4 separate regions of the Gossypium hirsutum genome follow, and regions 1, 2 and 3 are each linked to region 4. The links are chromatin contacts, called in public Hi-C maps. All regions are on one chromosome and are shown on one strand. Each heading gives the region's core, a stretch centred on a gene start, on an enhancer-like site or on the middle of the called end of the contact. The rest is flanking DNA. Distances are from core to core; before and after follow the strand shown. Region 1 overlaps LOC107962826 (cytokinin dehydrogenase 7). Region 2 has its middle 27 kb from the start of LOC121218934. Region 3 has its middle 48 kb from the start of LOC121218549. Region 4 holds the start of LOC107901011 (E3 ubiquitin ligase PQT3-like).

Region 1 (6,803 bases), core at 399-2,898, 210 kb before region 4:
TATTAGTTGATAGAAATTAACAATATGTGTAAATTAAAAATTATTTTTTTAATATATTTTTCAAAATTTTCTATATTATTAGTTGATGGAAATTAACAATATGTGCAAAATGTTGCTTTTATAATATTTTTATCATTTGTTAAAAATTTTTCTTTAAACCATAACAAATAATATGTTTTAGTAACAAATGTTTTCTTTTTCTTCTTTCTTTTTCAATCACTTTAATCAAAAGAGAAACCCCAAATATTTATTGTTTCTCTCCAATTTTAAATTTAAAAAATGTGATATGAAATTAATTTAGGAGGGCAATTCATTCATTTATTAGTATAGTAAAAATACTATGTTAGAAATTATAGATTGCAAATTTAATTTTTTGATGAGCACTTATTCAATTTTGGAAAGTAATAATTATAATTCAATAAATACATTTAGAAAGTGATAAATTATCATTCAATGGATACATTTTCATGGGACATATTTCTTCTAAGAAGTATGTTCAACACGAAGGGTTGTGATTCTTCAAAATAGTATCCTTTGAATGCATATAAATGGATGGTCTATGGTAGAGGTGATCATGGCCGAGCCCAGACAAAATTTTAGGCCCATTTTCTAGGCCCGAGCTTGACTCGGCCTGAAATATGGGCCTAAAAATTTGTCCAAGCCCGGCTCGAAAGAAAATTGCTAAGCCCGAGCCTGGCCCAGCCCATATTAAATTTTACAACACCAAAAAAGTATATATTTAATATATATATTTGATTAAAAAGTATATTTGATTAAAAATAAAAAATATATATTTAATATACATTCGGGCCCGACCCGTTTTCTAAATAGGCCTCTTTTTTTGTCCAAACTCATATTTCGGACCTATATTTTTACCCGAACCCTCTCATTTTTTGGGTGGACCGTCAGGCCGGGCCGAGTATCCCAACCCATGATCACCCCTATTCTATGGTGCTCACAAATCACAATTACAATCAATCCTATTTTCAGAAACTAGAGTAAGAGTTAGGGAATTCCTCGATTTTGCTAATCAAAGGAAATTCAAAACTTCGTTGTATCCCGGGAGTACCTTTGTCTTAATTCTCTAGCAACTTTGTGTGGGGGCAAATAGTTCTCTTTGGAAAGCATTATTTGCGCCTCAAAGCCTACTGTTTATTTCCATATAAGTCTTCGGTTCTATCGTCTCCACTCAAGTTATCCAACATATCATAAGCTTTAATATTTGTGCAGTTAATAATGAAAAAAATTAATAATAATGAAATAAAATGTAATTTTAAATGATTTTTTTAGTTCTGTCAATTAAATAATAAAATTTTACATTTCAACCAAATAAATTAAACAAAATAATTTTTCATTCTAATAATCCTATTATTAGATATAATTTTACATTACATCCTCCAAAACTGAACACTTAGCATAAAAGTGAAGTGAAAAAGAGCATCTAGGGGTCAAAAAATGGATGAAAACAGGTAAGACTATCTTTTATGACTTATTCTTGATTAAATTCCTTTTGTCGCTTATTGATTATGAATGCGTAGCTTTCTGTAAGCTGGATCGCCTAATTCCTGTCATCTTCTTAGCCCACACCGAGGACGACATCTATAAGTCATTACTTTTCTTCTAACACACCCTTTTCCTTTTTTGGCTCAATTACTCTAAATTCAATAAAATTTGGCATCATCCTCACTCAACACAGTTGTAGAGAACGAAGTGGACCATGCTCTACCATCATTTTTTTGTATTAATATAATGACATGGATTTTTTTTTCTTCTAAGGATGTAGCAGGGTAAGGACTAAGTGGGGCCCGGCTTCTTTGATTAAATGAAATAATACTAATTTTAGTCCTTTTAATTATAAAATATTCAGTTCATACCCTTTTAAAACAAAATTTTATTTGGATAAATTCATAGGCACTTACCCTTGTACATATGTATATAAAAGAATCAAATTCACGGCTACAACTGTAAAGTTCACTAAGTAAAACCCTTTTGTAGATATGCAGAAAGGAAGGCTATACTCCAACTTTTGACTTGTCTTGGCTTTTCATACCACAATAATAATATATGTTGAAAATCGATTATCCATACCCTAATTTTGGGTTTAGATTCAACTCATAAAAAGAAGAATCTATAATCAATCCAAGGGGAATACTACAAAATCCGAAAGACCTTTTAGCCAAAATCTTAATTTCCTTTTTGAAAGAGTTCCATTGTTTTATGATTTTAAGTATAAGGGAAGCGTCTTTGATTAATGTGTCAAATGGTAAATTTATAATTTATATAAAAATAAATCAAATTACAAATCCTTGAGATATGCCCTATATAGATTTAATTGGTGGGTTTAATTGTTTTTTTAAACAACATTTAAATACTTATTTGGGTTTATTTCACGTTTGGGTTTAAGTATTTTAAATATAATCACTTCAATTGTCTCTTTAAATCAAATGAAAATCATCCTTGGAATCGTAATCTAGAAAGATAATTTGTTTTTGTCGTCCTGGAGAAATCTAGCGTGGGGATATTATTCTTTTCTTCATAAAGTAAACCAATTTACATGTCACAAAGCATCCCATGCACGTGTCCATAGAGAATCAACATTGATGCTACATATTCCAAAAGAAATCATCTCGAAAACTATTTTGACAAGACACAATACTGTCATGGTTCCGAATATGTTTTTTTACCCCACAAAAATCAAGATTAGCTTTTTCTACAACTACTTCAATTTAATCTTCCAGTATGAATAAAGTCTTACTTGATTTGTTTAACTAAAATATAGTATAAAATCTTTCAAACCCTACTTGATTGTATTTTTCTTCATTTTGATTGACCACATTTATTTGCTTGGTTTCTACTTGATTTACAGCATTGAAGGACAACCTAAAACACTAAATGGGTGAATGTGCCTTTTATGCATCATTCCCCTAAATCCTTTCATCATATAATCTTGTAATGGTTAAATTTAAGCTAATTATAAAGTCGTTTTTTTAATTACATGGTTAAATTAAGTGAGAGTTTTTTTTATTTAAAAAATGTTATAGCAGCAAATTTAACAACACAATTTAACAATGTTAATAGTTGGACCTGAATTTCGAAATTTGAAAAGTAGAGGGACTAAATTCATGAAATAGAAGTACATGAGCTAAATTCCTAATTTTTTTATAAGTATAGGGACTTATAACATATTTTAACCTATTATAAAATAAGAGTTAACTCTAAATTTTGGTCAAAATTCTTGACTCAACTCGAATCTAATCTATAGCATATGTAAAACACATGTATAGCTAATGTATGAACAGTCTGGATCTAATGTGTTAAAAAAAAAGCAATATCAATAAAATTTAGGAGGAATATTTTTTTAAACACGTTAAATCCAAGGAGCCCATTCGATGAGTACAGTTGTGTTTAAAATTTGATCTTAAATATGTTCCAAGTCAAATCCAAGCTAACATTTAACGTCTAAGGTTACGATTAAACTGATGAAAGGATTTGATCAATATGATATGAAATGCTTTGGGGACTCAATTAGAATGTTTTAAATATGTTCCAAGTCAAATCCGAGCTAACATTCAATACCCAAAGTTACAAATAGGTTGATGAAAGGGTCAGGCTAATATGAAAGTAAATACTTTGAAGACTCAATTAAAATATTTAAAATTTAGTTGTCCCTAAAAATAAATTGTCAAAATTAATCTCTTTGTGTTTTTTTTTATATATTTCCTAAACCACTTATACACCCTCCCAACCTTTAACAAAATTAAACTGGAAAAACATTACACGAAGCAAATCTTCAACCTTCAGGAAGCTATGATGACAACTAAATTAGCTAATGTGGAGCTAATCTCTTTGGTCTTTTGTAATACTATGGCTATTAACTTTTTTCACCTATGAATTTAATTGTTTTTTTAATACATTTATAATTGAACAAATCACTATCAACTTACACTGATTGCTACCCATGACGTGAGTTTTTGAAATCAACACTAGTGTGCTAAGTTAAGAGCCGGGTCATATGAACTTAATTGTTAAGCAGTAGGTGTTGTTTAGTGAATTATAGCTTTAAGTAGGCTCGCAATACAGGTTGTAAGTAGAGGGTAAAAATGAGCATGTATTAAAGAGTTGTAAAATCCGCAGGAAAAAGGAAGGTAGAATCCGTCCATGCATGACAAGATTCCCAAAGAACGTATAGGATGCTCTGCATGGGATTTAAACGAGGAAAACCTTCACCCATTGGTTGCTCCATCTTACAAGAAATCATCATCTTATAATTGAACTCTAAAGCTGCTCTGGGTCCCCTCCCATTTTAGCATTTTAATTTCTCTGCTTTTCATAAAAAAAGTAAAAGGGGAAGGGAAGAAAGAAAACAAAGTAGTTTTGAATTGCACCCACTTTCAAACAATCCCCCGCAGGTAAGGTTAAACTCAAACAACAAGAAAACCTAATGGTTAAGAAAACCTATGTCTTTTATTAAGGGTTTGGTTTTCTAGCAGTTTATAGTTAACTAAATGGTAATGTTTTTATTTTTATTTTCGACTTCAATATAAATTTTTTAGCTTTAAGTAAGGTTTTGAGCTGAAATAAATATATATATATAAAGGAGATTTCTATTTAGGAGTCCAACTTGATTTTACTCTAAATTTAGTCAAAAGTCTAAAATAAATATCCGAAATCAAAAGAGGGCAAAAAGAAAAGGTATGGTAATATTGATATTGAGTCTTGTTTCAAAAAGAGAATCAGATACCTAACTAATTCCCAAGTTTATCATTTGTTTTTTCACATCTTATGCTTTGTTTAGCTTGTGTTCTTGAAAAGGATTTGACCCCTTTATTTTTTGGGTGCAAGTTGAAGTCAAATTATCTGGAACTGGAACATCAATCCCACTTGAGTTTGTTTATTTATCTTTGGATATGACATGAAATTGAACGGTCTATATTGGTTGGCTAAAAGGCACGTTGACAATGACATGAACCAAAATTTGGTCTAGAAGCTAATAATGGGCTTAGTGCTTTTTTAAATAAATTAAGGTATTTTTCATAATTATTCCTTCCATTTTCACTATTCCAACTTAACTTTGATCATGTCCATGCTTTCAATTTTAGGAGCTTGCTAATCAAATCAATTTTCAACTTCATCGCCTTTATCTTTCTTTCCAGGAATAATGACAATGATCAAAACTTTTTTTTCAATTTAGAATTTCTTCCTTTTATTTTAGGATAACTAAAAATTAATCCCTTTAATTTATTTTCTCACAATCCCATCATTTTATTTTACAAAAAAGCATTCCCACCTTCCTAATTTTAAAAAAATTATTTTAGTACTCTCTATTTATTTTTCGTTTTCTTAGCCCTTAAAATTAGTATTTTTCTTTATTAAATCACCCAAAAATGAATGAAAAACCTAATGTTTTTTAACTTTGTTAACGTTGCATGCAAGTGGATGACACACCGGGATTTAATTATTTTTTAAATTTTAAAAAATAAAACTATTCTTTTCAGATAGTTAAAATTTATTAGAAACTTATTAATATATATTTTAATATTTTTTAAATTTTTAAATTTTAATTAAATGCTAACGTGTTATCTATGTGCAATCCATGTGTATGCCTTGTTAGCAAAGTTAATAAATGTTAAATTTTCTATCTATTTTTGAGTGATTTGACAAAAATGTAAGTTAAAGGACTAAAAAAAATGAAAAATTAAATGAAAGACTAAAATAACTTTTTTATAAAATTAGAGGGCGAAAAATCGTTATACCTTACAAAAATTAACAATATAGTCTAGTTGTTGGTAACTATATTAACTTAAACCATTGAATTTTAATAATTTGCTGCAGATAAATTGGTAGAGTGCCATTTTGTGCTCATTTCATATATATGAATGGTTCAACTATCAAATTCCAAATCAACAATTTAACTTTAAAATTTCAGTGTTATCCACTTAAACTAATTTTTCAAATTTGTATTTATAAAATACAAAGATTGAATTTTAATAAATTAAAATATAGATATTAATTTTTTAAATTTTTGTAAAATAAAAGGATAAAATTCATAATTAGAATTTTTTTTCCTTTACATTGATAATCCAACATTGATTGTCAAGCAAATACAAATGGAGATGACTCAACAATTAATAGATGATATATTTGATATATATATATGCGAAGTTAACAACAAATTACAATTGCCTACTAAATTATTATTATTGATTAGTCCTTTTAAAAATTCTTTGTCCAGGTGCAAGGATGGACATAGGATCAAAATTGGCCTTCCTCTTCTCAAGTCTCGTCCATTGATTCCCAAAATGTCGTTTCCAATCCTCTTTGGCACGGTAGTGAGGGAGGTATAGCTTGAAATCCAATCCCTCTTTGATGCACCATTTCACTATCTCACGGTTCTCCGCTACCTTCTTCTCCACCGACGGCCCCTTCGGAGCAAACCGGAGCAACGCCACGATGTAAAAGATCTCCCCTTCTGGCAACGCCACCGATGTCCGACTATCCCATCTGAAAAAATAAAAAAAATAAAACCCAACCCATTCATGCATTGGAAAACAAAGATATAAAAAGAACCAATGAATGACTCTCCATATATGCTCATTTTTTATGTCCATTTTAAAACATAGATTTTAGCTAAAACAAAAAAAGACATGGGTGCCTTTCATAGGTCACAATCTTATCCTATATATAAATTTGAGGAAAAACAAAATAATTCCCATTTTCCCCCCTATCATTTAAAGAAAAATTTCCTTTTTCTGGGAAAGTTTTGAGAGGCCATAACGAAATTTAGTTAGGCAAAATGCAAGGCC
Region 2 (6,745 bases), core at 3,686-6,185, 230 kb before region 4:
TAATTTAATTGGGATGTATTAACTATTGTGGTAACTTAATATGGTCAGGATCCGTACCGCGTACTAAGGGGTCGTGTCAACGGTGTAGGTTATCTGTCGGATGTATGTCTTATGCCATACTTGGAGGCAACCAAATTTTTATCAGCGGCATTGATCCACATGTTTGATTTGAAGTATGACTTGATCTCCGCTTTGGTCGAGTGGTGGTGCCCGGAGACCCACACATTTCATTTACTGTGTGGGGAGTGCACCATCACTCTGTAAGATGTTGCACTGCAACTCGGGCTCCAAATCAACAGCATTGCAGTCATGAGTGTTAGTATAGTGTCCGATCCGGTAACCCTTTGCTATGACTTACTAGGACGCTCGCTCGATTATGTTGGCAATAAATTAACGACTTTGAGATTTTCATAGTTGAAGGCGAATTTTGAATATTTACCGAGTATTGTCACTAAACAGGAGGTGATGCACGTCACACGAGAATATATAATACATATGATACGGGGTGTACTCATGCTAGATGCAAATAATAAGAAGGTCCACTTGATATATTTGCCCCTGTTATCTGATTTATACGCTGCTTGTCCGTACAATTGGGGCTCATTAATACTAGGTACATTGTATCGCGAGTTTTGTCGAGTGAAAAAGCATCGTGTCGTGGACATAGGTGGGTGTCTAGGATTACTGCAATCCTGGGCACTTTACAGGATGCCATTCTTGGCATTGATTACTCACCAAACATATGTCTTCCAACTAGTGAATAGGTGATAAAATTTAACCATTATAACAACAATTTTTCTTTTTTACGAAAATTTGTTCACACAAGTTTACTTTTTTTCGTAGATGGAGTTTTTCTTTGAGTATCGAGAGGTCATAGATACTTTCGATTTACCACCAGATGATTGAAACACAAGTCGAGGCGAGGTTAATTTTTACTAATATTCATTACATTTAATTACTTTATTTATTTTATTTAACTCGTGCTACTATAATGATGTTATTAATTGTGCAGTTCATCTGGATGTCATATTCCTTCCCGAACATTGCGACTATTATTCCCCCGTCTGCTTACATCCACTCACACTTATGGTGCATTAACGCACCCTTACTGAATTTCTCAACAATTGAGTGGCTCTAACTCGTACGCAGCATATGTATTCTGAAAAGACAAGTTACATTTTCAAATTAATTTGTGGAAGTATTAAAAACATTTAAAACATATGTTGAAACTAAATTTTACTCATTTTCACAACTAGTTTCTTTCAATCTGCATTCTTGTAGTCTCGGTGGAAGTTAGCCACGATGTGTCGAATGCAGTAAACAGATCTCCACGGAAAATCAAAATGCCTAATCGCGACAACTAGTCCCTTCGATCTATCAGATATGATGCAAATATTGTTGTCCCTAACAACATATATCCACAAGTTTGTTAGGAAGAATTTTCATGATTCCATGTTCTCCGACTCCACAATGGCAAATGCTATCGGGAGCAAGTTCCGATTCCTATCTTGAGTGACCGCAATAAGTAGGATCTGCGTATATTTTTCGTATTGTTAGGTCCCATCAACCTGCACAAGTGGCTTGCAATGGGTAAATGCTCGTACACATGAATCGAACGTCCAAAACATCAGGTGGAAAACTCTTCTTCCTAGTTGTAGTTGATTGTCCAGGTCGTAATAAGGTTGTGTCTGCAACTCAATGACAGTCTCTAGCACATACTCCCACATAATGGTTATCCACCCATGTAGGTCATTGTACGACACATCTCAATCTCTATACAACTACTCTAGTGTCATATGTTTAGTTATCCATGTTTTCCGGTAGGACACCCAGTACTGGAATCATTCTTGCATTTTGGCAATCAGTACTGAAACAGGAATTGTCGGCATGTCCTTCACCATTGGCATGATGCAATTACATATATTTTTGGCATCAAGTTTGCAGTGATCTTGCATCATGCGTGTTAAACTGCATGTGTTAGGCCCAAAAAATTTTCGGATCACCCACATTTGCGACCTTTGAATAAATGTGGCTCGTACCCGCCAATTGCAACCTTCTGCCAACCTCCAACACTCCCTATTATACAATGTCAGTTTAGACACGGTAACTTTACAATCAATCAACACATTCATGCTATACCATTTAATGGCAAATACGTAGTCTTCCTTGGTTGCAAATTTTTTGCCCACAAACAACTCCTCAAGTTCAAGATCTGCGGCCAACCAGTGAGCATGTAGTATATTGGGGTACTCCGGGAACTCAAATACATGCGTCGCATCAGGATCTATGATCAATATGTGCTCTCTAAGATCATTGTGTATCATAATGCCTCGACTTGTGTTCATGACTGGAGACATGTTAACATTTCCATCATCATTCGCGCCTTCTTCGTCGATATCATCCAGGACCTCGCCTAGATCAGGATCACTATAATCTTCAACCTCGCAATCAAAAGGACCATTATTATCATATCTATCATCACTATTCGCATCGGTCTCAATCACCACCGAATGTATTTGTAAATAGGGACCAGGATAAGGTTCTCAGACAAAGGTGGAGCATTAAGATTGATGCCGATCTCGCATATAGTCGATCGCCTATCAACATGTGCTCTTGGAACCACCGTACATGAATATTGAACTCTATGTTCTTCACTTAATAGAGAGAAATCTTCAGTTGGCTCCACATCAACTAACTCAGCAAACAACTGAATCGGTTCAGTTTGGCCATTTCGATTCGAGCAATAAAGTGCGACCATTGTCTCTACGTCTTCATCGTTTACAAGTTCCATCTGGTGAATTTGATGCAATCTGTTGAAATTGGAAATTTTTAGAATAGTTTCGAAATCCTCCTCCAACGTCTAACAATTTTTGCGTTGATCATTTCTTTCATATCATCAACTGAGATATTTCTATTAAATCTCATTGCAATTTGTTGGCGACATTCAAATATACATCCAACTATTGTTGTCAAAATTACTTCATTGAACTAAACACATACGGAAAATTGATTATCCATCTTCAATACTAAATCTATAAAAATAATTAAATTTCTCAATATTTTATTTCTAAAAAATATATTGTAAAAAAATAAAATTGGTATATACTAACCTTACAAATTCTTCAATAATTTCTCTTTTACTACAACAATTTTTTTCCTCTTCTTTTCTTATCTTCAAAACTGTTCAAGAAAACACTGCTTAAATAAGGCTTCTCCACTAGGTGCCACCTATCAGGGACCCTCCACTAGGTTCCGCCTTTAAAACACCCTCACCCATGTAACTCGAATTTTTACCCCAGTTTCACCCGTGTATGGACACAAAATGCAGGTGTCGTCTATCCTACTCCCTCCACCATTTAAACATATTTTTTAAAACACAAATCATATGCTAATGATGCTTCCATGTTTGCAATAGAAAAAATTGGTGGTGCCACCACCCTATCTCCCTCCACCCCCAACACTGTTCAAAACATACCATTTTGATAAATAATGATTGGCATATCATTTAGGTATTTAAATATTAATTATGTATTACATGCGTAAAAAAACCTTTTTTCTATTTTTTTTATTTTTAAATTTTAAAATGTTTTTTATTAACGTGTCTAAACAATTTTGATAATTAAGCTGAATTATTATAAATTAACAGTTGCTTACTGATTAGGAAACATGTGGGTCCCAATAATTCCAATCAATGATAAAGAAAGACTTGGAAAAGATCCGACAGTTGACAATGCTTGACTTTTTTCTTATGACTCCTAAATTACATATAACCTCCACAAATTCTAAAATTTTAAATTGGAGTATATTACACGTGTATTGAAACCTACATCTTTTACATTGTTGTAACAACAATAATATCAATTGAATTATAAGACTACTCTTAATCTATCTGAACGATTGACAATCCCGTTCCAAATATGTAAAATAAGATGTTATCAAGATAGCCAATATATGGCACATTTATTTTTTCTATTAGAATTGGAATTGATATAAATAGATATAAGTATGTTGTGATGTATCGTTTCAGATTTATTAACATTTTTAAAATATATATTTATAGATTTCAAATAAATGAAAATAAAATATTCATTACTAAATTTCACAAATAAAAATCAATCATTTAACAATTCAAAAAAAAGCATTAAACAATAAAATTTTTCACAATAAAATCATCCTATACTAAATATAAAGTTGAAGTGAAGCTTTGAGAAAATTTTCATTTCATTTCTTTTCTTTTTCCCTATATACAAGTTGTTTACTTATTTTTATGTTGTTTAAAAGTTAAAGTCAGTAAACTTTAATGGTTAAAATTAAAGCTTTTATTATTATTAGTATAAATGATAAATATATTTTTATATTATTTTTTATATTATTCATATATCATTTGATGCATAATGTTTCGATGGATGTGATCATAATTAGATAGAATAAATTGATAAAGTCGATACAAATTAAAATTTTTACTGCTGTGGAAAAAGAGAATTGATTGTTTCGATTTTCCATTAAAACAATGTACACCAAATGATATAGCAAAAACTGATGCATAAGCAACTATATTGATGGTTTAGGTTGTCATTAATTTTTTGTTCTCAAAATTACAGCTAATTAATTTGCTCAAACAAAAAATTAAAATTTCATCTATATATTTGTTTCAAATTAGAATTCATATTAAATTAAAATTTCATTTTCAAGGAGCGTTAAAAAAGAAAAAAAATTTAAGTTATAATAATTTCAATAAATTAATTATTATAAAAACTTAGATTAAATAATTAACTCAACTCTAATTAATTAATTAAAATAAATTCAAACATAACATAAAATTCAAAGTCCAAAACCTTGTATTAAAGCAAAGCATTTTTGTTAGTATGGTATTTAGAGGTGGAGATTTAAAGAATTTAGAAAATTGGGCCTAGCCCTTAATGTGGGCCTAAGCCAATGGGCTTAACCCCTTATACAAACAGTTTCTTCCAGGCCTCTCAAGTCTTCTGCTTCTGAACTAACTCATGTAGACCTCATCATGATCCAATTCGATTGGATTCATCAGCTCGAATTTCATTTCATTTAAATATACTTGAATCCGTTGAATACATTAGCTTTCAACTCTAACTTGTCCTTGTTCATCCAACCCTTACATGGTTAAAATGTTTCTTAATGTTTTATTTATATTGTTATAATATTTTCTAAATTTAAGATTTTCTAATCAAATATATAAAAAATGTATTTATAAAAGTAAAATATATGTAGAAATTCTTTTAAAATTAAGAGATTAAAAGTTAAAAATATGTAAAATAGTAACATTAAAAGAGAGATATTTTAGTAAATATATTGGAGTGAATTCTGTTTAAACTTGCTGGCTTCACCTTTGAAAATTTTAGTGAAACTTTTAGTTCCGTTTGATTTTAGTAAATAACAGTTGTTTTGTTTTTTTTTCTTGAAAAATAGGAAACATTGAAAATTTTATTTGTTTGAAAATTTTAAAAATAAATTTTGGGAAATGAAAAATGAAACTATTTGATACTTTTAATCTTTATTTTATGTAAAACTGAAAAGTTTAAATGAATTGAGTCTAGTTTTTAAACCTATATAAACATTAAAAAAAATTTCAATAGTATTAAATATCAAACTTGTTACCTTGGCTCAAATTCATATAACTGTGGGATTATTTCATTTTATTTCTCAATTTCTATTATAGGAAAATAAGCACCAAACAAGTTTTCATTATTGAAAACAAATTTTTTATTTACAAAATATGTTTTTAATTTTTAAAATAGAAAATAAATATTATTTTTAAAATAAAAAGAAAAAAAATGAACTTTTTATTTTAATGTTTTAAAAAATGGTTTTCATTTTATGTTTTTTTTTAAAAAATTTGAAAATACATTTTATAATAGAAAAAAATTTGTTTTCAATAATGGAAATATAAAATTACATTTTGCACATGTTTTCCATTATAGAAATATGATAAATAAAATTTTCCTAGATTTATATGGATTTGAACTAGGGTAAGAGATAATATTTTAAAATTATTGAAAACAAAAATGGCTTTGAATCAATGCCAATTCATTAATTAAATTTAAAGTTAAAAAATCTTGTTTTTATTATGAATGCTATTAAGTGGATGTTCACTATAATCAACTTTTCACCTTTCATATTCCTTAACTCTTCACATTTCATCTCCTTAAAACCCCTTTCCTATTTATGTATTAGATATATAGGAATTTACTAGTTGTGATTAGAGGTGTTCATGGGCCGGACCGGGCCCAGAAAAAAATTTCAGCCCGGGTCCTAGGCCTGGGCCCGGCTCGGCCCGAAATATGGGCCTAGAATTTTGCCCAGGCCCGGCCCGGGAAAAAATTTATAAGCCCGGGCCCGGCCCAACCCGGCCCTGCCCGTTTTTTAAATAAATACCAAAAATTTATTTTAAAAATTAAAATAAAAATTAAAAAAAGTATTTTAAAAATATTTTAAAATTTAAAAAATTATTTTAAAAAAATTTTAAAATTAAAAAAATTAAAAAAAGTATTTTAAAATTAAATAAAATAAAAAAATAAAAATATTTATTATTCGGGCCGGGCCGGCCGGGCCCGAGCCAAAAAAGTGGTGCCCGAGGCCCGGCCCGTTTTTTAATCGGGCCTCGTTTTTTTGCCCAATCTCATATTTTGGGCCTATATTTTTACCCAAACCCTCCCATATTTCGGGCGGGCCACCTCTAGTTGTGATGATGATGAAAAATAATAGAATGCAA
Region 3 (7,462 bases), core at 4,934-7,433, 140 kb after region 4:
TTATTTAATCTGTAAATTTAGGTAATGCTCCGTAACTCTATTCCGACGACAGATACGAGTTAGGGGTGTTACAGGAACATAGAGTATAAATAATAAGATTCGTTAATTTGACTCGACTTGACTCAAAATTTTTTGACTTGATTCGACTCGACTCGATCGAATACTCACCCCTAGTTTTGATAGCATCAAATAAGCGAGACAAAAGGTGTCGCTATTATAAGAAGTTAGGTCACGTCAAAACAGATTGTTATAAATTACGAAATAGAAGGGCTGCTGAGAGTAACGAGGAAGATGTAGCTGGTGCTAATTTGACCGATGAAAGTGGTGATGATTTCTTGTTAGTGTCAACGAGCGAAAGCTCCAAGCTTACGTCCGAGTAGATCCTAGATTCAGGATATTCTTTCCACACGTGTCCCAATAGAAAATGGTTCTCTACATATAGTTTGGTTGAAGGTGGAGTTGTGCGCATGGGAAATGATTCATTTAGTAAGGTAATGGATATTGGTACTGTTAAAATTAGGATGCATGATGGGATGATTATGACACTCTCAAATGTTAGGTATGTACCTAATTTATGAAAGAATATTATCTCTTTGAGTATTTTAGACTTGAACGGTTGCAGAATCAATATCGAGTTGAGCGACATTAAGGTGTCTCATGGGGCTATCGTTTTGTTAAAATGTAAAAGGATTGACAGCTTTTATATTCTGGAAGGTTCTACAGTGACCGGTGAAATCGGATGTCCCTCGTCTGTTATGGAGTCGAAGTCAACTCGTTTGAAGTGAAGGCAACTTGGTCATAGGAGGGAAAAAAGGTATGACCATTTCATTGAAGATAAGTTCTTTTTTGGATGCAAGTTTTGAAAAGTTAGGGTATTGTGTTCGTAAAAATTAGACCGGGATTAGTTTTGATTTGACAGTGCACAAGTCGAAGGCTAGAAGTCTTCCAGCTTCTAACACAGATTCGACTCAGTTAATTCCCTCATAGTTCAAGATAGGCTCGTGGCGGGCTTTGGCAAAGATGGCATTGTGGAAATACGAGTTAAGGTGGAGATTCGTTGAGTATGCCTCATATTTCAGTTAAATAAGAGATTGCTAGCAAGTCAAGTTAAACAAAATATATTTTCTTTCTAGAAGATTTAATATTTATTAATATAATATATTTAACATTTATTAGCATAATTTATTTGACCTACAAATTTAGCCCATGAGTAGGCTCTTTTACAACCTTAGAAAATACACCCATTAGAGATTAGAACTTATAACACTTTTGGAGAATTTTGTGTTTATTTTTTGAGGGTTATTTGTTTTCGGGTTTCGGGGTTTAATTTTGTCTCCATCTTTTGTACTCTTCCTTCTTTTGCTATTAGAGTAAAATTATTTTTTCCTGTAGTTTTTTATCCTCTTTGAAGGGATTTTTCCATGTTAAATTTGTGTGTTCAATTTTTTTCAATTTCTTACATTATTTTTACTTGTTCGTTGCTGAATCGGGTCGACCCCCAATATTTTTATATTTAATTTTTGAAAACAAAATTTTAATTTTATTTATCAAACCTATTTTTTATTTTTTAAAAAATAAAAACAAAAAATATTCTCAAAAACTAAAACCAACTTTAAGATTTAAATTAATTTTACTCCAAATTTAATGAAGAATTCGTAAATAAATGAATATTTACTCACATTTTAATAGCTGTAATTTGGGTTTGTGCTCAAAGTTTAAAGAAACAAATTGATGCATCACTTCGAAGTTGGTATAAAAATCTCCAAATAAAAAAACAAATCAGGGCTTCCCAACCCAACCACCATACCTAAAAGAAAAAGAAAAAGTGGTGACAATTATGAGTGACTTATTTATTTGTCGGATGTGATCTGTTCCATCTTTTATAGACACCACAAAATTTTCTCAATCTTTATTTCACAGCATGCAAGAACGAAAAGCATGTGCTTGTTTGATGACGGCCCCCGTACAGCAGAGCCACAGTCCGTAAAATCCTTGCAATTTTCAATATTATAATAATTTTTCAAGTGAGAAAATATTCATGTGTTTTCATATGTTAATGGGATGTAAGTCTCAGCTTGCACTACCAATATATATGGGATTATAGGAGGTAAAAGTAAAATTGAATCAAGTGAATTAATTTTTGTATATTAGATTAAAAATAAAATTAGTTATTTTTGTTAAAAATTTTATTCATTTGTACCGTTAAAAATTGACATGGTTTACGGAATAGTTAGACAGTGACATGTGACTAGAGGTGCTCATGGGTCGGGCGGCCCGGCCCGGTCCGATGGCCCGCCCGAAATATGAGAGGGTTTGGGTAAAAATATAGGTCCGAAATATGGGCTTGGGCAAAAAAATAAGGCCCGTTTAGAAAACGGGCCGGGACTCGGGCACAACTTTTTTGGTCCGGGACTGGCCCGGCCTAATATAATAAATATATTTATTTTTTTAATTTTAAAATATTTTTAAAATGCTTTTTTTAATTTAAAAATATTTTTAAAATACTTTTTTTTTAATTTTTTTAATTTAAAAATATTTTTAAAATACTTTTTTTAATTTTTAAAATAAATTTTTGGTATTTATTAAAAAATGGGTCGGGACGGGCTAGGCCCGGGCTTATGATTTTTTTCCCGGGTCGGGCCTGGGCAAAATTTTAGGCCCATATTTCGGGCCGGGCCGAAATTTTTTTATGGGCCCGGCCCATGAGCACCTCTACATGTGACGTGCTATGTATACCTCATATTGACGTATATGGACCGATTTTTAATAGCATAAACATATAAAATTTTTAACAAAAGAACCAACTTGCTTTTTGATAATGTACAAAGATAAGTTTAACCTTTTTTTTAATAGAAGGATAAAATGTAATCTGAATTCTAGTATAGTAACCTTAGTTGTACTTTTACTGATATAAGATCACTAGGGATAAGTGTTATGTATTGTACCCATGGAGATAGATGTATATTCTTACAAAGATGCACTTAGTTTACTACAGCTTTGACAAGTATACAAACTACTGGTCAACTTTGGATGCAAAATCAGCCATGGTGAGATGGAATGTTGAGGGAATATTCTTTTTCACTGCAAATATTTGATGTTTGGATAAACAATGGTGAGGTGCAGTTGAAAATTTCAACCTCACTGCCAGCCTCATTTTGAACCGGAGCTAAAAGCTCCAGTCTATACACAGTGGGCAGTCAACTTTTTTAGCAGACAAAAATGCCCATATTTTTATTTATTATTTTACCATTTTATCCTTGAAAGTTAAAGTAATTTCTTTCCCATTTTACCATTTAACTATAAAAAATTAAAATATTGGAAGATACATTTTACCATTTAACTATAAAAAATTAAAAATAATTATCATTTTATCTAATAAATAATTTAAATTAATTATATAATTCATTAAAATATTGGAAGATACATTTTAATATTTTATTAAATTAATTTATCAATTCCCATATTTTAATAATTTTAAAAAAGTAAAATAATTTAAAAAACTTTTAATATATATCAATTCTAATATGATGTCCTTAATAGTCATTTTTTTCTCACCTCACCGCTACAGTTGCGTTTGAATCCAAACACACACTCCACCATTGTTTCTAATCTCACCGCTACAGTATCCAATCTCACCGCTACAGTAACTAATCTCACCGCCACCGCTATTTTTAACCTCACCGAAGGTAAACACACCGCCCATCCAAACTAAGTCTAAGGCTTGTTTATCCTAGCGTATGTTTTATGGAATAATATGCCTAAGCATTATACTTCCCATGGCAGGCAAATTAGGTTGGTTAGTTTGGTCTTCCTAAAATAGAACCATGGGGCATTTCAATTGCGTTTAAGAAAAAGCAAGAGAAGGTTTAAGGAAGAAAGGAAATTGTAGAATTAAATGGTGTAAGATGATAGAAATACCTCAACTTATAACTCACCTAAAGGGTAGTTGACTACTTTAGTAGAGGCAAAGTGCACACTTGACAAACCTGTGACATGTTGGTCATTGCCTACTGTGTGGTGCTTGTGTTGAAGGCTACAGCCAGCTGTCGTTTATCAGTGCATTAGATTCAGTAGATCATATTTATTTTTCTCTTATTTTCTATCCAAAACACTACATTAATGTTTTGAACTAAAGAAAGGGATGAATCCTGATGGCTTTTGTAGCAAAAATTATAGAATTTTAATGAATTCATTGTCGATGAATACCCTCTTTTCGGCTGTTATTTCCAGGCCCATGAAGCCAATCCTTCATTGTCGATGCACTCGGTAGCTGCAGTATAAAGTGATGGCGGGATGCGGGTTTGTTGTTTTGATTCCAAGTCATTTGGATGTTTTTTTTAACCATATCATAACAGTTCCGATAGTTTCGGATTTTGGTTTTTCCTTAAATGGATTTTTTTAAATTACTTATTGGTCATTTCAAAGTTGGACTGGCTTAGATTCTAATCAATTTTGACTTTGGTTCGATGGATTATATTTTACTTATTTTACTAAAAAATAGATAAATTATCCTATATATATTTGAAAAAGAGTACAAATTAATCAAGGTAATATCCAAAGTGGAATTAATTTTTAATTTGAAAAAAACATAAAATCCAAGGTGGTGTATTGTGAAGAAAAATAAAAGGTAAAAGTACTATAAAGACCCTTATATTAAGAGCCAGATTGTATTTTACCTTTTTTACAAAAAAAAAGAAAAAAAAAGAAGATAAATTAGTCCCGTTAAAGAACAATTGGTCATTTTGTTAAAAATTTCATCAATTTCTAGTATTAAGTATTAATGTGGCTAACAACAAAACCAGACTGTGATATATTACATGCCACATATATCTCATGATGGCATGACAATACTTTTAAAAATTTAAAAAATCTTAAAAAAATAAATAATTTTTTTACAACTGTTTTTAAAAGACCACATCTATGATGAACACAACCATTTGATCAAGTTCATCTTGAACATGATTTTTCAAACAATGATAAAAATTATAAAAATATAAAAAAAATATTAAGAATTATAAGAAATTACAAAAAAAGAATATTGAAAATATTAAAAACAACTATCGGGATGAGTCTGGACTAATGGTTCTCTAGGCTCAAATAAACATTGACTATCATTTGTCTAAGTTTATTTTAGAGTAGTTTCTTAAATAGTTATTAAATAATTATAGAATTTATTAAAAAGATATTAAGAAATATAAGAAATTGTAACTTTTAATAATTATAAGAAATTATAATAATTAAGAATTATAAAAAATATTAGAAACTATATGTAATAAATAATTATTATAATTATTTAATAAACCTCTCCGGAATTAACCTTGACGTTAAGGCTCATTTGAAACTAAACAACTATTTGTTTAAGTTTATTCTGGACATTATTTTTAATAATTTTTAGATAAGTTTAATAATTAATTATAAATTTTAAATAATTATTTATAATTTTTTTTTTAAAAGGCCGCGTTCAAAGTTGATACTAGATATGGTGTTTTAAATAATTATTAAGAAATTTTATTTATTTTTGGATTTTTTTTTATTTTTTAGTAGATGGGTAAAATGAAATCTGAATATTAGTATGGGGAACTCTATGGTACTTTTACTCAATTCTATTTATCCTTTAATTCCATGTCACTTATATAAAAAAATTAAAAGTCAAATTATCACTCAACAACATAAATGGATGAAATTAAAAAATAATAATTTACACTTTTATTATATATATAAAATCTAATTTACTTATTTTTCTTCTTTTACCCTCAAATTATTAAATTATTACCTGATAATCGAATTTAAATTGAAATGAATCGGATTAAATTCGCAAGTCCAAAACACCTATAATTTTCAATACGTTAGAAATTCTAACCCAACTTCAATAGCCCATTTTACTGGTCCTGTTATGGCCCACAAATGAGGCTGTCGAACTTGTATGAAATCATTATATGCCAACTGCCAACCGCAAACCGCCAACCGCCAACCATTTTCCTCTCAAAAAGCCTTTAAATAAAGCTTTTAATTCAAGAAACACTTTTAACTGCTTCGTACCCATTTTCACCTATTCCTTGCATTTCAGATTAGATGTCTTGTGGAAGTAGTGGACCAGACGATTTTTATTTAAACCGATAGATCGGGTCCAATTTCTATATCTTCAAAGGGGGGAGATTAAGATTTTGTATGATTGTAAAGTGAGCAATGAGGACAAAGCAAATATCGACGTGTAAGGTAATGCCAATAGAAGATGACGGTATGGCTGGCGGGGTCACCAGAAAAAGCTCATTCACATTTGAGACTGGATTCCAAATTGGACCACTAGTATGATAGATGGTCCACATTCTGCAAGTTTTAAGCCTGCTAGGTTAGTGAAAAATGTTATTTGTGTTCTTTCTTCCCCTCCCGTAAAGAATTTCAAATTTTCTTTTAAATTACAATTATACGAGAATTATAAATTTTATAATAATGAAATTATACAAAGCGTCAACGTTGACTGCAGTAGAGGTGAGTATTCGATCGGATCGAATCGAGTCAAATTGAGTCAAAAAATTTAAGTTAGTCGAGTTGACGAATCTTATTTTAGCAACCAACTCAATTTGAATTTTTTTTTGAACCGAATCGGATTGAGTCAAAAAATTTTGAGTCAAGTAGAGTCGAGTTAACGAATCTTATTATTTATACTCAATGTTACGTTTACATGGACTGATTATTTAACTAGTACACAAAGTATAAGATTATTTAACTACATAAACAATATAATGATTTTGCCTTTTAACTTAATGAGTAAACATTCATCAAAGCGATGTAGTTTTGCCTTTTAACTTAATGATTTTGACTTTTAACTTTAGAAAAGGTAAACATTTATCAAAACGACGTGGTTTTGCCTTTTCTTATTCGGATTTTCTGATAACTCGAATTATTTAATTCATATTCGAGTTAAACCGAAAAACTTAATTTTTTATTCGAGTTGATCTGAATAACTTGATTAACTCATATAACTCGAGCTATTTAAATCAAAATTTGAAATTTTTATCAATTTTTTTGAATCGAAGCAGATTTTACTCACTCCTAGACTATAGTGGTGGTTCATATCGCATGTGATATGAAGAGATACTAAGAATGGAAGTTTGGGTTGATGTTTTTACAGGATGACTGCTAATGGTTGAATTTGATTTGATAGTTGACCGCTGCCAGACGTGCAAACACCTTGGCTGAAATACTGCAACAAAAAGGTAAAAAATAAAACAATAGTGCCCGCAATTATATGGGTCAAATTGTAATATAGTAAGTTTACAACGAAACACTTCGGAAAGTATTCTGAGGATCGTACCCAAGGGAGATTGAATTAAACCAAAAACTACTTTCTACACTAACAATGCTAAACATTAATAATCGAAATTATAGTATGAATAAACAAATAAAAAAATTAAGTAAGAAAAATAACAAAAAGTAATTAAATAAGGTTAATAGTCGAAAT
Region 4 (6,424 bases), core at 1,891-4,390:
TGGATATGTATGAAAATCAATTAGGCTTGGAATAAGGATTAAATTGTATGAATTTCATTTTCCGATCCTAGGGACAATCGTAATTAATTAAAAGTATAGATAGTAATTTTTCTAAAGATTTTTATTGGACTGAATTGAATATGAATTATATTAAATTGAGTTAAATTTATTTGTATAGATCCGGATAGACCTAATATAGAGTTAGATCGAGGAAAAGAAAAAAAGTATCGGATTAGTAGCCTACAAATCTACAAACATTTATCGAGATAAGTTCATGTAACTAAATTGTATATTTATTTGTTTAAATTGAATGATATGTATGTGAAATATATAATTTTCATGTGTAAGTATTGATCACATATCCAATAAGTACCAAGTCCCATTTGAACCTTGGAAATTCTATGGATACAAATGACATGTCATTAAGGGTTCCCGAATTCACAATCTCACATTCAATACCGTCACACAATTAAATTCAACCCACTTTCTTGATATTCAATATATATCACACCAATTCAATTCATACGATCATGATATACTCACCTCAATATCCAAATTTTCAATTAACATGTATATGCAAACAATGAAATCAATCCCAAATCATAAAAGTACAAACCGGGGGTCTCGCGTCTCTCGTCGACAACTCTCATTTGTCTTTTCCCTCTCGATGGCTCAGCTTTGACGTTAGCTACATATGATAACACAACAAAATAAGCAATATAAATTCCAATCCAATTCACTATAAAATACAAAGTCAAGCATATTTTGCAATTTATTCAATTTAGTCCCTAAATCCGGGATAAGCATAACTTTTGATATAAATCTTCAGATTAAAATCTGATTTCATATTTACTCATTAGGGACCCCATACTTTTTATCCATAGCATAATTTCAATTTGGTCCCTAATGCAACAAAGCTAATAATCAAGCTTATTAAGTTTTATAATTTAGTCCTTTTATTTCTATCAATTTAAAGCCTAATTTATCAATTTCTCAATAATGAAAACCTATCGAAATCTCAAAATTGAACAAATTGATACATGGGCTAGCTAAATCAAGCTCCTATAATCATAAATCTATAAAAATCAAAATAAAATAACTTAGGGACTTGAATTTTGGCTGATTGTTTAAGAAATTTTGAAGCTTTCTTCTTCTGTTTTCTAATGGCTACGGTGACATAAAGAAAGAATATGAAAGCTTCAACTTATTTTAGCTTATATACTAAGCTTAATGCTTAATTAACTTAATTAACCTTTTATTAATTATTTAATTAAATTATTTTAATTGTTATTTTAATCTTAATGCAAATCATCATTACAATCCACTATCATCCAACTAAAATTGGTTTATTAACCATTTTATTCATTTGGATAATTTTTATATAGGTCCCCAAACCTTTTCCTAATTAAAATTATATAGTGGTTGAACTTTTACAATTTAGTCCCTAAGCCTTAATTAACCATATTTTCGGCTAAATTACTTAATTTAATGTCAATATATCTTTATATTAACTCCATAAATATCACTATTTAATATTTATGGACTCGATTGATAGGAACGAGGTTTCAAAATCACATTTTCTAATACCACTGGAAACTAGGTTGTTATAGGAAATGAAAATTTGATGTGTGAATAATATGTATGGATACATGTATGTATATATATGAAAGTATTCCTAAACTAAGAGGTAAAGGATTAATACTACATGAACCACTTATGAAAGTCTTAAACGTGAAATTCATAATGTCATAGGCTAATAAACTACGAAAATGTAAGTTGAGCCCTAAAAGTCGATTAACTTAGCTAATTCGTTAGTAGTGCTAAATTGTTGTGAGTAAGTATTAATATAATGTGTTTAAGATGGGTTTAACACAAATAAAATATAGGATAAGTAGGTTACAATAGTTACTTACTAAGCTTTTGAGCTTAATGTGTTAATTGTTTAAAACACATATGTTTTAGACTATTGAGAAGATGGTGCCCTTGACTTGGGAGCATTGCATTACCACTTAAGTTTAAGATTGTAATTGATTAATTTAGTTGTAATTGGTGTTGTACCTTGGCATGTACACAATCACATTTATTATAATTGAAATGTAAAGCTATTTGTAAAGTTCAACTCTTTTAATATCTCCTTTTGGAAGCTTTTGTTCCGTTACTCTATTCGAGCACGTGTATGATTATAATTTTGTTTAATTGAGTTTCAAATGGGTTTTAAATGAATTGGGAACTTATTAGCTTGTTTTGATGATGTTTAGAGTTGATTTGAAGTATTTTTCAGCCAAATTCTACTCTAGGGGTCCAAGGTCTCAAGACTTACACCTAAGTTTCGAGACTTACAAACATCGAAATCAAAATTCTACGGTTCTAGACCTAAGTCTCAAAACTTTCAAGCCAAGTCTTGAGACTTGATGTTCAAGTATCGAGACTTGTAGCCCCTGCACCTGCACAACTTAAATTTTGAGCATTTTAAGCCTTATAACCTTGTTTTATGTTTTGGGCATGTCCAAATCCCTGAAAAGCATTCCAAAATAATTATAAAAATGTATTAAAGAAATTTATTAAAGTAATTGAGTTAAATATAAATTCAGACAACTTAGATTTACTAGAAGTAAAATATAATTCAATTTGAATTTAATTTCAAAGTATTTGAATATAATTTTTAAAGTAAATGGATTTTCATTATTTTATAATTAAAAATGAAAAAATTGAATAAAATTAAATAGAAAATAAAATAATGACAAAGGTTTAGTTATGTTTTCATTTAAATATTTAGTAAATAGATATGAATGGAAGAGTTTATGTGATTTTTTTTCAATCATGCAATCATGAATAGTTTTCAATGGAGAAATGTATTTTACACCAAGACTGAGAGGTAAATGTCTTTTACTTTTTCTGTTATATATATTTTAATTAAATTACTTAGATTTTGACACACGGTAAAAATGTTTTTTAAAATTCATTTTTATTCTAAAAAAATATTTAACAAAATTAATTTAAAAGCAATCGTAGACATTACAAAAATCATTTTTCGCATCGGGCCCAACCCAACAGGTGTATAGTTAAACATTCGTGCCAATGTCACGCACTTCGCCCGTGGTAATCTTGTCGTACCCGCCGCGCTATAAAAACCGTTTGGATTCACACTTGATAAAACGAACAGAATCCCCAAATTCTCTCGCAAAGAGATTCACAATTCGGACGCACAACAACATCTCCCTTTTCCCTTCCTTCCTCTTTTCTGGAGATTATTCCGGATAACTGAGTTCCTAATTGAACTCGCCGATTCCATCTCAGCCATGTCGGTCCACTTCAAATTCAGAAGCTCGCGCAATTACGATTCGGTCGACATTGGAGGCCAGCCTTCGATTTCCGTTCGTGATCTCAAATCCAGTATCGTCCAAAACAAGAAACTTAATCTTTTCCAAGATTTCGATCTTCTCTTCTCCGATCCTATCTCCGGTCAAGGTTACCTCCCGCTTTCTGTCTGCTTTAATTTTATTATCTGTTTGGTTGCTTTCGCTTCAAGTTATGTACGAATCGATCGTATAAATCAAGTTTATAGTTATAGCGAGCTAATGATTTACATGGAATTGGATTCATACGTATGGAGGATTGAATAGCTTTTGTAGCCAGTGTTATCTAGGAGAGAAGACGCACTAAGCCCTAGAATCCTTATATTGACTATAGCGCATAAGTAAGCGAAAGATGAATATGTATGTGTTTGCACTTTATTATAAATAAGCTTAATATATTACTTTGATGTAGTCCAGTTTCTATTTTACATATGCAGAATTTTCTTTTTTGTTTTTCTGGTCAATATGCATGATTTTTTTATGGTTGTCTTTGTTATTGAATACACAAATAATGAGACCTGAAGAGTTTGATATTATCCATTTTTTACTCTTAAATATAAAATCAATGAAGAAATAAAAATTAAAGAAATTAAAGACTTCAATCAAACAGGCTGTTTTTGCTCCAAGTGCCTTATAGAAATGCCTGTGCCTCGACCCAAATAGTCTGAGGCGCTTTTGTTGTCTAGTTCTAAGACACAGCAGCTAGTCACTTGCTTTAACTACATGGGTTCCAGCATAGGCTGTCACTCAGTCAGATCTGCTAACAACTACTTTGTCTGCTTGATGGATTGGATACAGCTTACGTGCATGAAGATTTTCAAATTCCTTGTGGCTCGAGTGTGATCATAAAGAGAGTTCCTGCAGGGTTAGTGCTCTCTCAGTTGACTTCAATTTTAGATACAAAATTTATTATGTGGCATCCTATCTTGGTTCCTTACCTATGAATGATGACTATCTTCAGGGCACACTTAGGCTCATGCAAAGTTTTTGCTACCCCGGATGAGAAAATGAGCAAAACCTCTCATCTTCAGGTGAGTTTTATTTTTGCAACCCCTGATATAGTAATTGCATATTGGATGTTTAATCACATAATTTTATGTTGATATGAATAAATAGATTTAGAATTGTTATTGTTGCACTTTTCTCTTTATTTACGAGTAATGAGATGAGAATGTTTTATGCTGTCTTCTATATTTTAATTGCTTGAACTTTTACACCATGTTCACTGCTGCCTTTTAATATAGTTATTCTACTACAATTTTGTTAAGTTAATGAAATTCAAGATGGATGAAGAACCACAAACACTTCTTGTAAATAATACTTGTAGACCTTAAGATAAGCTGTCCTACTTATTTTAGTTGAGAACTTTTTTTTCTAAATGATGACATTTATTTTACAGAATACTGAAACTGTCAACTTTGATGACTTCGGGGCAGAAATATGCCCTGTAACTGAGGGGAACTTATCTTGCAATATTGAGTTCAGATTTTGTATTGATGATGAGGACACTCATTTCAAATTAAAAAGGTATCAGTCTTTCATTTCTAGTTTCTTTAATGCATTAATTAGTTGCATCAACCACTTTGTCCAATTTTCAGTCTATTGATGATTTATTAGTACAGAAGCAGTATTGTTATTCTCTCATGTAAATTGTTTTTCCCCATTGCATTCAGTTGCACCAAGCAACCTGTGGTAGAATGTCAAAAAATTGAAGGGAGTGACATAAGTGAGGCTGTTCCACAAGGTGTGAAATGTTTCATTTTCCTTTAGCTACCCTTCTCAATATGGATGGACTTTTTGTCTCTCTCGTTTTTGTTCTTAAAAAAATGATTTACCATGTTGCCTTTGTACATCAGGTCAGATTATTCCAGGAACAAAATCAAAAGCAGATATTGAGTTGAATGCTAAACTTTCTACGTAAGAGCTTTGTCACTTGCACCCTCAGTTATCTCTATGTCATTATTCAGTCTGAAGATTTCTCTTTCTTTTACTTTCATGTTCTCTGGTTATTGAGAGTGGTTATTGCCAGTTTTCCAGCAATGCAACCTTCTGATTTTCCGTCAGAGCTGAAATGCTCTCTTTGCGGCACATTTTTTAAGGAGGCTGTACTGATACCTTGCTGCCAGCACAGTTTCTGTGAGAAATGTAAGTATTTTCTGGTCTAGTTGTGGCACCTTTTTATATTCCTTTTTTATGCATTCTAAGTGTATAGTCCTTAAGATTTGTTGATAATGAAAGAAAAATTGGGTGCAAAATGCTCTCTAGCTCCAGAGTGCTTGTTTCTTGTGTGAAATTCCAGTGCTATAAGGTTGCTTACGTTTCCACCTGTCAGTTTTTTAATTATGGTATTTGTTCGGTTGCAGGCATTCGTCATGTGCTGGTTGAGAAGGCAAGGTGTCCCAAATGCTTTTCTACAAAATACAAAGTGGAAGATTTGTTGCCAAATCTGTCACTGAGGCAAGCCACTGAGCGATTCCTGAAGTCCCAAATTGTTGTTAGCAATTCAGAAAATGCTTTAGGTAGATATGCTCCAGGTATGAAAATGATATTTTCATAACTCTTGTTTCTCCTTACACTATTCCTGGGAAGGTGAATAATTGCAAAATTATCCAAAAACAGATGGAGAATCTGGAATTCAAGTGAAAGATGTTTCTTGTGCCGTTTCTGTCATTCAAAGAGGAACAAAGCAGGGCTCCAATCAGGTGCATGCTGAATCGATAGGTGGCACTAGTTCTCATGCCAATGGTAATCGTTTTCTCAAAGATAAAATCTCTAAAATGCCTGCGCACAAACTACCTGAGGATCTGGAAGGTTTTGATGATTTCCAGGGGGAAAACCAGCCCACTGATGAGGAAGGTATAATAATGTAGAAACACTTGAGCTATTTATCTGATTATTCTATGATTACAGTCTTTTAGCATCTAGAAGCTTGAGATCAAACATGCCGAATATACTGCCTTGAATATCACTACTTCACATCTCGTATTTTATTATCTATAGTCTCCATTATTGGAATTCTCACTCTTTTCCTTGTCTAATTACAGCTGAATCCTATGTCAAGAAGAAGA

The links. Hi-C and Micro-C count contacts between places; a contact is called where the count stands out from the background.
Region 1: a Hi-C map of leaf shows a contact between it and region 4, with 1.8 times the contacts expected there. The contact joins the enhancer-like site here to the promoter of LOC107901011 in region 4. A contact is called at or near these places in 3 of 34 Hi-C or Micro-C datasets (leaf and seedling).
Region 2: a contact with region 4 is called in a Hi-C map of leaf, with 1.6 times the contacts expected there. The contact joins the enhancer-like site here to the promoter of LOC107901011 in region 4. A contact is called at or near these places in 14 of 34 Hi-C or Micro-C datasets (anther, callus, hypocotyl and 2 more).
Region 3: a Hi-C map of leaf shows a contact between it and region 4, with 1.8 times the contacts expected there. The contact joins the enhancer-like site here to the promoter of LOC107901011 in region 4. A contact is called at or near these places in 4 of 34 Hi-C or Micro-C datasets (all in leaf).

Annotation. Positions count from the first base shown.
Region 1 is chrD06:17,419,478-17,426,280 of Gossypium_hirsutum_v2.1, forward strand. It overlaps LOC107962826 (cytokinin dehydrogenase 7), which reads right to left. Exons shown (of 4, transcript XM_016899358.2): 4 at 6,048-6,501. The coding sequence ends at 6,198. Among protein-coding and RNA genes, the nearest start is that of LOC107962826, 7.3 kb to the right of the region's middle. Within about 2 kb of position 1,649, at least 4 of the 9 cell types and tissues checked have an H3K27ac peak or open chromatin away from gene starts, as enhancers often do. A contact at or near this core is called in leaf, where this site is marked.
Region 2 is chrD06:17,399,451-17,406,195 of Gossypium_hirsutum_v2.1, forward strand. No RefSeq gene overlaps it. Among protein-coding and RNA genes, the nearest start is that of LOC121218934, 27 kb to the left of the region's middle. Within about 2 kb of position 4,936, at least 1 of the 9 cell types and tissues checked has an H3K27ac peak or open chromatin away from gene starts, as enhancers often do. A contact at or near this core is called in leaf, where this site is marked.
Region 3 is chrD06:17,765,273-17,772,734 of Gossypium_hirsutum_v2.1, forward strand. No RefSeq gene overlaps it. Among protein-coding and RNA genes, the nearest start is that of LOC121218549, 48 kb to the left of the region's middle. Within about 2 kb of position 6,184, at least 7 of the 9 cell types and tissues checked have an H3K27ac peak or open chromatin away from gene starts, as enhancers often do. A contact at or near this core is called in leaf, where this site is marked.
Region 4 is chrD06:17,628,773-17,635,196 of Gossypium_hirsutum_v2.1, forward strand. LOC107901011 (E3 ubiquitin ligase PQT3-like) reads left to right here and starts at 3,141. Exons shown (of 15, transcript XM_041095896.1): 1 at 3,141-3,468; 2 at 4,155-4,221; 3 at 4,318-4,387; 4 at 4,756-4,883; 5 at 5,030-5,100; 6 at 5,213-5,273; 7 at 5,386-5,501; 8 at 5,720-5,890; 9 at 5,976-6,212; 10 at 6,401-6,424. The coding sequence starts at 3,300.